Linked DNA regions of Dromaius novaehollandiae: region 2 is linked to region 1. The links are chromatin contacts, called in public Hi-C maps. All regions are on one chromosome and are shown on one strand. Each heading gives the region's core, a stretch centred on a gene start, on an enhancer-like site or on the middle of the called end of the contact. The rest is flanking DNA. Distances are from core to core; before and after follow the strand shown. Region 1 has its middle 5.6 kb from the start of NFATC1. Region 2 has its middle 28 kb from the start of CTDP1.

Evidence for each region. Hi-C and Micro-C count contacts between places; a contact is called where the count stands out from the background.
Region 2: a Hi-C map of brain shows a contact between it and region 1, with 7 times the contacts expected there. The contact joins two enhancer-like sites. A contact is called at or near these places in 2 of 4 Hi-C or Micro-C datasets (brain and liver).

Annotation. Positions count from the first base shown.
Region 1 is chr2:93,676,542-93,681,839 of bDroNov1.hap1, forward strand. No RefSeq gene overlaps it. Among named protein-coding and RNA genes, the nearest start is that of NFATC1, 5.6 kb to the right of the region's middle. Within about 2 kb of position 2,405, at least 2 of the 2 cell types and tissues checked have open chromatin away from gene starts, as enhancers often do.
Region 2 is chr2:93,870,248-93,875,545 of bDroNov1.hap1, forward strand. No RefSeq gene overlaps it. Among named protein-coding and RNA genes, the nearest start is that of CTDP1, 28 kb to the right of the region's middle. Within about 2 kb of position 2,119, at least 2 of the 2 cell types and tissues checked have open chromatin away from gene starts, as enhancers often do.

The DNA.
Region 1 (5,298 bases), core at 1,155-3,654:
CTTTTTCTTTTCTACTTTTCTCCTATGTTAGTGCTTGGTGGATAGCTCCAGCCTGCATCAATAGGTACAAGAGGTTGCTCTTTCTCTGCTGTACCTCGTAGTTTGCTTACCAGAAGCGTTATTGCCCTTGGCAGCATTTGCATTATCTGAGCTGTTTGGTTTTGCACACAACACGCACATTTGTGGGGAGCCTCCTTCTCACACAGTTGAGAGGCTTCTTTAATTTTATAATTTACTTAGTATACTTAAAAGGCAACCTGAAGATAAACTAAACTGGACTCTTAGGAGGACAGGAGAGTCCTGAAAGTGAAGAAAAGGAAAGGCTTCTTTTGTATGATCTTTGTGGTGTCTCTTCGACTGTTGCAGTGCTTGCATTTTATATATCTGCATTAGCTTGAGATGCAATGGCCTGCTGATGAGCCCTCAGCTGTAGAGCAGACCGAGTGTTTGGTGTTGTGGTGTTGTGGTGTTTTATAACGCCTGTAGTTTTGTTGTTGCACTGGAGGATAATTTAGAGCAAAAGGACCATGAGGGGTCAGCAAGGTGCTTTCTTCCTGCTGTTTTCCTTATGATGAGAAAACTGATTTGTTGGCTTTGCAAAGCTGAGAGTCTGATGTTTAAAATGCTGAGGCTAAGTTCATCTGAAAAACTTTCACGGGGCCTTTGAAAAGTTCTGCTTCGTCAATGGTCCTTCGCAAGCAAACGCAATGACTTCATACATTTGTTTTTCAGAGGCTTGACTGAAGGATCCTAGAAAAAGGTCTGACCCCGCTAATGTTTGCAAATGTACCTTGTTCTAGTTGCTGGTGAATTCTGGCTCTCGCATACAGCAACAGGTGCAACAGAAGAGACGGGGTTCTTCCTGAGACTTTCTAGTTCTGCATACTCATTTGGAAATCAATTTAATGCATTTTAATTGTCTATTTTTCTCCTCGGTTCTCTCTTTACAGCTACACAGCAGAAAAAAATAATAAGCTAGAGTCTAGCCAGGCAGGCTGCTAATGAGGAAGCTTGACTCGAGAAGATTTTAATTTCCAGCATTTGTTCTTCAAGACGGCTATTTCAGCATGCAGAGGTGTCACAAAACAGGAATTCTGCCATTAGCTAATGGAACAAAAGCTTTGGGCTTACATGCCATTTCGCTACATGAAGAACGAAACATTTAGATACTTGCCCCAATTACATGGGCTTGGCAATCCTTTTCAGGATGCTGGTCTCCTTAGCCAAACCATCCCTATAGAGAAAACACCTATTGTGCATGAACTGTGGTGTGAAAAGAATCAGGGAGATAAGATTTAAGCTGCGAAGAGGTGACGGGATATGCTAAGAGCTCAATCTTTTGGCAGCCTTTCACGATTCCCCTTGGTAAAGGGAATTTCTGTCCCTCCCAAGCTGATGGAGGAGCTTCTCAGAAACTCCTCATCAGCGGGGCATTTCTATGGGAAGCAGGATTTAGCCGAGGTCCGTGGCATCCCCGGCCAGCCAGAAGCAGCAGGGTTGCACAGAGCTGTACTGGGAGTTCAGATCAGAGCCAGCCCGGCCACAGAGGCACCCCCTGCTCTGCGGCTGCTGCAGCTCAGGCACCACCTCAGTATCGTATCTGAAAGACTGCCCTCGCTGTGGAGGGAGGATGCTGCTGCAAACAGCTGAGCACGGGGTCTCCATCATAACCCCGTTGTTTCCAACAGTGCACAGTTTTCTTTAACTTTCATCTTCTAGGCTGAAAAGTCACAAGTTTCATCCCTGTCCAAGGCCATTCACTTTGGAAAGACCGAGCAGCTCAATATTTGGCGAAAATAGAGGAGGGTATTCTGCTTTCTGCCATTAGGTTGTAGTTGCTTATTACCTAGTTTAAATGTAAAGGATGATCCTCAGCAGCGCGTAGCCCCTGGTGAGTGAAAAAAACCCTTGATACCTCATATCACGACCCGGAAAATGTTCCCTTCCTCCCCCAGGCCCCGCATCCCCTGGGCTGTCTTGTGATGCTGAAAGTACTGGGAAAACAGTGGGGTGGGTGGGGAGGTTAAAGCAGGAACTGGTGTTTGCAAGTGTCTGGCACACGGGGCCATGGTCAAAATTGCTGCTACAGAAGTCCAAACCCTAACTATTCATGAAGTTCATGAAGGTGAGCCCAGAAAGTTTAAAGCAATGATTTTGTGTCTCCTGGAGTTTAACAAAGGTTACTGATTATGCAGCAGAAAAATGAGGTCAGTAATAAGTATACAAGTATTGGAGTATCAATATTACAAGGATAAAAACTTGGGCAGGGAAGAAAGAAGTATAATAAGTAGGACGGTGTTCATGCAGAGAGCTAACAGGCAGCCTCTCCCAGGGCTCAGGGCTGCAACTTGCTCTGTTCAAGAGCTTTCTGTAACGGAGCCGGAGGCTGGATCGAGTTGCTGGGTGTCCAGACACCGATGACATCATGAGAGGAGGGGAGGCTGCTCATGCATCGGAGGAATGCACCAGGCTACAGGAAGATTTGGAGCCGCTGGGGAAAGGGGCTAATACAGAGGGATTCAATATTACACAGAGGAAGGTTATTCATTTAGGGGCAACCAATAGTGCATTTAAATGCAAGTTTAATGAAACAAAACAGGAGGAAACTAATGCAGAGAGAGGCTTGGGCTAGCAGTGAGGAGAGGCAGGGATAGCAGCTGCCTGACGAGCGAAGAGGAGCGCAGCTGAGGTTTTGGAAAAAGAGGGCTCGCGCTGCAGCAGCGGAGCTCAGGGCTCCCCATGGGGTCGTACAACCGGGATGCTCCCAGCATCGAACTGGGAGTCCGAAACAGGCCAGTTTCAGGGAGGGAGGATACAAATACACTTCACCATTGCCAGACCCATTCTGGGAGTGAGGACGCAGAGCCTTGGCACCAAAAGGAGACGCTACAGTAGCACGCGTGTGTTTAGCAGAGATGACTTTGGGTTCGCTTGGGCCCCTGAGGCTCCAGGTTATGAGCACAGCTTGACACACAGCGCCTTCAGTCTGCTTGGCTTGATCTGGGTGTCATCCAGCTCAAGGCAGAGACGTGCTCGGGGCCCAACCCCGGGGACAGGTGCAGAAGGACTTGCAGCAGGTTGTCGCTAAAAGCAGCCTTTCCAGGCCGTGTAAAGCTTACCAGCTTGCCGGCTCCTCTCTGCCGAGGAGCACGAAGTCACGCGCCGGGGTGGCTTCAGTGCCCCCATGCTGCATCCCCCAGGACTCCCCGCCGCCAGGTGGACTCCCTGGTTTTCGGGGTACCCGGTCAGGCTTTGCTTAATCAAGTATTTTTAGGTGAGGCAAAGGTCTCGTTGCCACCTTCTGCGCCAGCAAGCCTGGAAGGCGTGAAATACTGCTGGAGCACGGTCTGGCAGGAAACTTTATCGCTGCTCCTTCATAAGTTTGCCCATACTGTACGAGTGCTAAAGATTGCCAATTGTTTAGTAATATTTTACAAACAAAACCAATAAATGCATGTGTTCTTGTTGTTGCTGGTTTTTTTAACCACCCACTGTATTGCATATTTGTTTAATTCAGTCTCAGCTTTCTGTATATGGGCCTGGTGCGGCTGCCCGATGTCTGTCTTAATTTTAAAAAGTCAGTGTCTGAGCGGGTGACTGTAGCTCCAAAAGGGTTTAATGCCTTTTGCCTGCAGTCCTTGGCTGGGTTCCTAAACAGTCGTTTAAAAAGAGTCCACTAAATCAAAAGCCAGGTAAATCAACAGAGCACTCAAAGTCGTAATGAGCCTGGTTATAAGGTAAATTACAACATTATTCAAGCACACAAAATTCCTCCTCTGGCATTTGTCCTGCTAAGTGCAATGCACCTTAAAAGTGGTGAAATGATTGCTGGCAGCCCTGGAGAGAGGCCATGTCGGGGGGTGGGAGGCTGCGCTGACGCCCTGCCTTCTCGCCCTCGCTCTGCTACAGGGGACGCGCCGCAGCGCTGGCCACCGCTGGCGCGTTTCCTGCGGCTCGCTTGGAAGGTGGCGGCATTTTCAAGGTGCTGTGGTGGCAGCCACAAACTCTGGCCATGTGCTCCCTTGGTTTCCAGCAAATCTTGTTGCAATTTTCAAAGCAGAGGATTAGAAGGACTTCAATTAGAGACTTGGTTAGGGAGGCTTGAAACGTATAAGTCTTCTGTTACAATGAATGAAATCCTGAACAGATGCTGATGCTTTTGAAGCAGCCAAGACCCAGAAGATGGGAGTGCAGACACCAAAAAGATGGCCGGTGTTATACGTGCGTTATATATAAAAGGCAGTTTTATATTTGCAAGGGTAAGAAGCCCAAAACAGAAGGCAATTTCTGTGCACAACATAGGTGGCTGCTTCCGATCGGCATCTTGGATTATGGGAGCCTGTGTATTCATTATAAGGAGGTATTTGCTATGGGGATACCATTGAGACAGGGGTGAATTGGCCCCCGCTTGTCATGTTCAGACCGCAGATGGGGGACGCAGGCGATGAGCTCCCTGTAAGGCGCGTTGCTGTGGCGCTGACCCACAGCCTCCCGCAAAGAGGCAGCGGCGACGTTTTGGTTTGCCCAGAGAAATACTGCAGCCACCGAACTACTGAGCTGCTCTGAAGCGCCAGGCAAACCATCCCTCCCCAGCTGCCGAGGCCCAGAAGAAAAGGACAGAAAAGTAAAAGGAGAGGATACACATGCGCAGACATGCACACGTATGCCCCACACGATACAATGTGAAAGTAATCTAATGTGCATGGATCAGACTCTTCTTTGATTAAAACATCCTGAATCCAAGAATACTTCACAGTTTGTTTTTATTTCTAAGGATAACAGCACATTTGCATGCAAGCACCGAGGATAGAGGGTGAATTTACAGCCTAACTTGCTAAGAGGCATAGAGGGAGTAAAAGCCATCAAAAAAATCACGTATTTGCCCTTGCAGTGTTGCCTCCTCCCCTCTGCAACATGTGGGGAAGGACAAGAGCGGCTCTGGGGTCCCCGGCCGCTCCGGCGATGGAAGGGAGCAGCCTCACGGCCGCTGCCGGCCCCAGCTGTGGGAAACGCAACGGCAGCGCAAGTTGTCCCGTAGCTGGGTGGAAGGGGCAGCGCCAGCGCCTCGGCCCCTGCCCAGGCCTGGCCGGGGCCGGCTCTCATCCTGGGACGCCTAGGAGAAGCACGAAGGCTTCTTTCTGTTCCCACTGGCCTGCCTTCTGCGAATCTTTCTTTTTCCCTGTGATTTCTCAAATCACCCCCCCGGCAGCATTGCATCTAGCAGAAAAACCAGCCCCGAAAGGCAATGCCACGCGACAGGGTTGCTGGGCTGGCTGCATTCCCTGCTGCGGTGCATCG
Region 2 (5,298 bases), core at 869-3,368, 190 kb after region 1:
ACAGTGATTATTTTTTAAAGTATTTCCATCCAGCTGGATGCTGTGCAAGCTTAGCTTGTGCACTGAAAGGTAGCATTTCTGTTTGATCAAAGATGAAAATATTTTCTCATTAAGACAGTCCTTGAATTTAACCAGGCAGTTATTTTTTCTGTTTCTTACTTTTATTCGTTTAAAGTAAGTATAGGTTTGTTTGTTCTATGGTTGGGATCCATCCCTCTTGATCAAAGCAATACTCTGAGCTGGGGAAGGACTTGAGCAACCTATAATCTTTTTCCATAGCACATGATTCCTTGAATCAGATGAAACCCTCCTGTTGTCCCATGAAATTTGTACCTAGAGTCAAAGTCTGCACATGATAAATCTCCTGTGATACAGATGATGGTTCAGTGTTTCCTCTGAGTTTTAACTTTTTCACCAAGTCTAGGGAAATAGGATTTACCTGTTTGGTGTGTTGGAGGGCAGTAGCTTCTCCACATCTCCCCCACAGTCTGCAGCAGTGCTGAGGCTCCAACACGTGGGAGGTGGGAGGACCTGTGCGGCAGTACAGCCTCACCATTGAAACCAGGCCTATATCTGCCCGGAAAAGAGCTCCTTGGTCACCAAATTTAATGGCTTCTCATTACAGCAGCTACCTCTGGTAATCCTTTTAGTAATTTCACCAGCATGAGGTAATGGTGCAAAAGGTGGCAGTTACAAAATGGTAGTGGAGTGCCGGGGCTGTTACTTCAGAATAAAGAGGGAGGGCAGTATCCAGAGCTGACTTGGTTTTAATAATTACATTGGTTTTAATAGCAGAGCAGTTAAAACACTACAGCACTTTACAGCTTTTGCTTCAGAGAACTGTTGTCATGAGGATTTCGTACTCCAGAGAGTATCTGTTGCCAGCTGCCACTTCCTATGCGCGTGAAGTCAAGCTAAAATTGCCCGCAGTTGTGAAACTCTGTGTTAGCGTCTGCAGCTAGAGGAAAAAAAAACTGGCGGGGGGGGGGGGGGGGGAGATTTGGCTGGGCTCTGGTGCTCCTGAGTGCACGGGCCGTCGGGGCTAGCCAGCACAGAGCAGCCTGGGACCCTGCGCTCAGCCGGCACTACCCTCGGCTCTACCTGCCCTCACCCCACTACGCGCATCTCCCGCTGTACCGCTTCTGGCATCTCAGCCTCCAAAGGGCACTAAACAAGAAGTTCTTTTTTTCCCCCTCCAATCGGTCTGTTGCAAAAAGTGTCTTTCTTCTCCAGATTTATGAATTTCCTTCTCAAAATAATAGTGACTTGACATTTAGGCTGGGCAGGATTGAAACAGGGGGAGAATGACAGATTTAAGATCTGCCATCTAGAAATAAATACTGGAGGGTGGAAAATATATCTAGCAAATATCTAGCAAAGCTCTCCTTTTCCAAGAACACAAACTGTTTTATTCTATTCGTAGACTAGACCTCGGTATCGCAGAGAGAAAAATCTTTTTTCCTCTTTTGCTCTCCGAGAGTCAGTTTTATGGTATGTGTGCCACCTTTGCTTCCTGGATGTTGGGCACAGCACGTTAATCCTTCGGCTGGATTTTCAGCCCTGGGAAGCGAAAGGAACACGCAGCGATGTGGCTTTTGGGTGTAATGGGCTTTCCTGCCTAAACTATTTGTGGCTCCGGCATTCCTGAACAGCATGGAGTTTCCCAGGCTCCTGCCGGGAGCCTTCGCTCCATCCCTTCCTGGATACACACTCGCACTTTCTGTTCCCTTCCCTTCCCTCACACCCCTCTGTAATTTATATATGTTGTATGGCTGGCAGCCGAAAGTCCTTCTTGCTGATGTCTTTCTTTGTGTGCTGATTGTTGCTCCCTCGTCATGTAAATTTTTTGTTTTTCTATCTTCAAAGCCCGCTATTTGTTGGCAAAAGAGAGCTCTTGAATGAGCAACTCTCTGTACTCTGTTGCACAGGGGCATACGAGGAACAGAGAGATTGGATGGAGGCTCTTGTTTACAGTCTGAGGACGATGGTTTGCAGTAATTGGAAGTGCAGCATTTTTTCTGTTGCTCTTTTTTAAAAAGTATATCTCAATAATTTATTGTGTATAGGTGCCAAAGTAAGTTCGTGCCGAAGTACTTGCAGGGCCCCTAGTGGTCACAGAAAGCTTTTCTAAAAGTCATCCCGGAGCATTGCTCCAGTTCCAGGGGCTCTGTGGCTGGGAATAACCGCACACGCGCCAGATTTTCCCCCTTGCATTTCTAATGCTCATTATGTAGTTGTGTAACACTTTTTGCTGCTTTAACATTTGCTTTTGCTTTCTACTTAGTTAAACATGTAAAAATGGATCAGATTCAGAAATTATGTCCTGACAATTTTTTCATCAGATCTGACTTCTAAAAAGTCTTCAAAGCTAAAAATGAGAGAAACTGAAGGCAAAATGTAATGCAGGGCAGTGCCCAGCAGACCGCTTACATTTACCGCCACACAACTAGGACTGGTGTTTCTGATAAGGAATAAAACCTCATAGTGGCTTCTCATTTTAACAGCTTGAGAACAGCCATAAGGTGCAAGGCTCGAACCCAAACCTGATTTTCCTCGAAGTTTAAAGTCAGTTGTTTTAAGATCATCTTTAATGTCTGAAGCCTCCTTCATGTTTTGTTTAGAAATTTTAGGTTAATCTTGTCAGGTTCTGATTGCTCCAGCCATAACCAGTAAATCCTGTAAGCACATGCTTAGCTGTAAACCCATATGCCGGCCCCCAGTTTGCAGCAAGAGTATCAGAGGACATTGCAGGATCAGAGGGTTTGTTACAGAAGTGGTGGAAGACAGAAAAAGAAAGTTAGAAAAGGGTGCTGGAAATTAGTATGCAGCGACAGTCAGTGTTAAACTACTTTGTTTCCTGTTCATACCATGGATTTTAGCGTGCTAGCAGTGTAACTCCTTGGGCATATCATTAGCTGATGGACACAGGGGGATGGAGATCAGACAGTTTATACCAGTGAAGAAGATGATCCATATCCAATAAAATTCTTCTTAGTTTTATCCTATGCTTAGTACTGATTTTTTTTTCTCTCTCTCTCTTCAAAGGAAATCTAATTTCAGAATGAGAGGTAGCAACACAGTAAAGTGTACTGAACCTTAAAGTTGTCAATAGCAGCTTAGCTGTCTAGAAGAGCATTGCCCTGACTCGTCCCACAGTTTCCTGTTCTGGTTGGGCTTTTTATTTTGTAGTGTTTGTACTCATTAAATTTATTCTGAATCCCTGATCCAATCAGATGCTCCTGTAGAGGATGAACCAGAAGCCCTGAGAAAAGTCTATTCCCTTTTAACAAAGCATTTAAGTATAGGATCGATATTGATCATGTTAGTATTTCTATGGGTGACAGCACCTCAACTTAAGTCTTGGCCATGGTTCAGCAACACATCTCTATTCAGCAAAGCATTTGAGCCTGTGCTTTAAATTCTATGGACTTCCATGAGATTTAAGCTTATACTTCGGAACCTAAACATATAGATAAGTTTTCCTCTTCTTTTCACTGCAGGAATGACTTCCTTAGGCTTTTAGCAATTTGAGAGGGAAAAGATTGTATGGTTCATCACAGTCCATCCCCATGCTGGGATGTAAGAGTAATGGATAGGGGAAACAGAGCTAGGATCTAGAGTGAATTCACCTTTATTTCACTGTGCTCCAGGGGCAAGACTCTAAAGCATCTTTTCCTGAGTCTTCAGGTCCTCTCTTCATCATCCAAACCCCTCATTTATCAGAAGGCTTCATGTGTCTCCCAAGACCTTGGTATAAGCAGAATTTTATTGTCAAAGCCATTTGAAGTTGAAGAGAAGCCATTTCTCACTTTTTTAATAAATAGAGATACTGTTTATATGAATAAAAGTGAAAAGTACTTTCCCTAGATACTTTTGAAGCTTCCAAAAATAGTCCTAACTCTCAGCCAAAGTTACTGTTGCTTAGCTTCCCCAGGAGAGCATCAGTACATGGTACTGCTGTGCGAAATATTCTCACTGCCAGCTAAACTGGTGAGAAATCACGTTTTGGTGGTTTTGTAATAAAACAAAATATTTTGTGGGCTGGCCCCTAATTCTTGGCTTATTTCTAAAGAAACTGTTTCTAAAGAAAGGCTGTTTCCTTAGCTACAAAAGTAGGGAAACATTTCTGTAAAAAAATTATGCTGCAATCTAAAAATCAAGAAATTTCACAATTTTGCCCATAGTTAAATGGTGGTTTGACCTGCAAATAGCGAACCTTGTTTTGTTTGCAGTAAAACACTGTGCTCTTTGAAAGACGTGTTTTCCTTTTTATCAGATTTGAGATGTGTAGGTGGGCAGTTTTTCACATGAGCTGCTGCAGCACTGTACAGTACCACAGCATCTAATCCTACAAGGTGCAGAGCACTCTCAGTTCCCATCAGTTTGGGTAGGTGGAGAGGTCTAACGTTTGTGCATTTCTTCACTTCTGATTTCCTTTGTTTCGTATCAGAGGCAGCCAGGTTTGGGGCTTGCTTCTGTATTCGCTACCTGCCAAGCAATCCCAAAGGACTACCAGATGACAGAGTAAAAGTTGTAGTAATGGGGCTTTTATTTTTGAAATAGTGGTAGCTATGAATGTGAGAGCCATTCTGACAAACACTAAGTGCCAGGGGATGTATGTAGTAATACCTGCTTATTACTTTCTGTAATGGAGAGACTATTTACTAGACAAGCAGTCTTTAAGGCTGGGTATAGATAATGTGGAAAATATTAAGTAGATCAATATAGTAAAGTAAAAGGAGATCTGCTGGGCACTAGTATCACTGCCATCAATTTGTTTTGAAGGACATAACTTCTAATAGTAGGTAGTCATTAGATAGTCAATCTACCTGTTTATTTTCAAATAACACATTTCTCCACTCTTGCTAAAAATACAAGTTTATGAATACGTGCTTGCATGAGAACACATAACTATTTGTTAAGTAGGAATTTTTAAAATCATTAACACATGCTAGTGTTTTTCCCTCAAAGCATGTCTTTAACATACTGATGCAAGCTTCTGTGAATGTGTAAGAAGCATTATGAATATTTATCAATTTATAGCATCTTCACTAACCAGAGCATTGTACAGCAGTGGTTCCCCTTTACAGAAAATTCATGATTATTTTTTCACAGACATGACAGTCACTTAGGTAAGGGGCAGAACAAGGGCTGCCTTCCTCCTGACTCTTCTCACCATACAGCCTAAGATGATGGGAACCATCTCCCTCAAACCAGCCAAAGATCTTATGAAATAATTTCACACTTCAATTGTGCTTCATTACAAATGGGATTTTTTTACAGCTTCATCATCAGAAG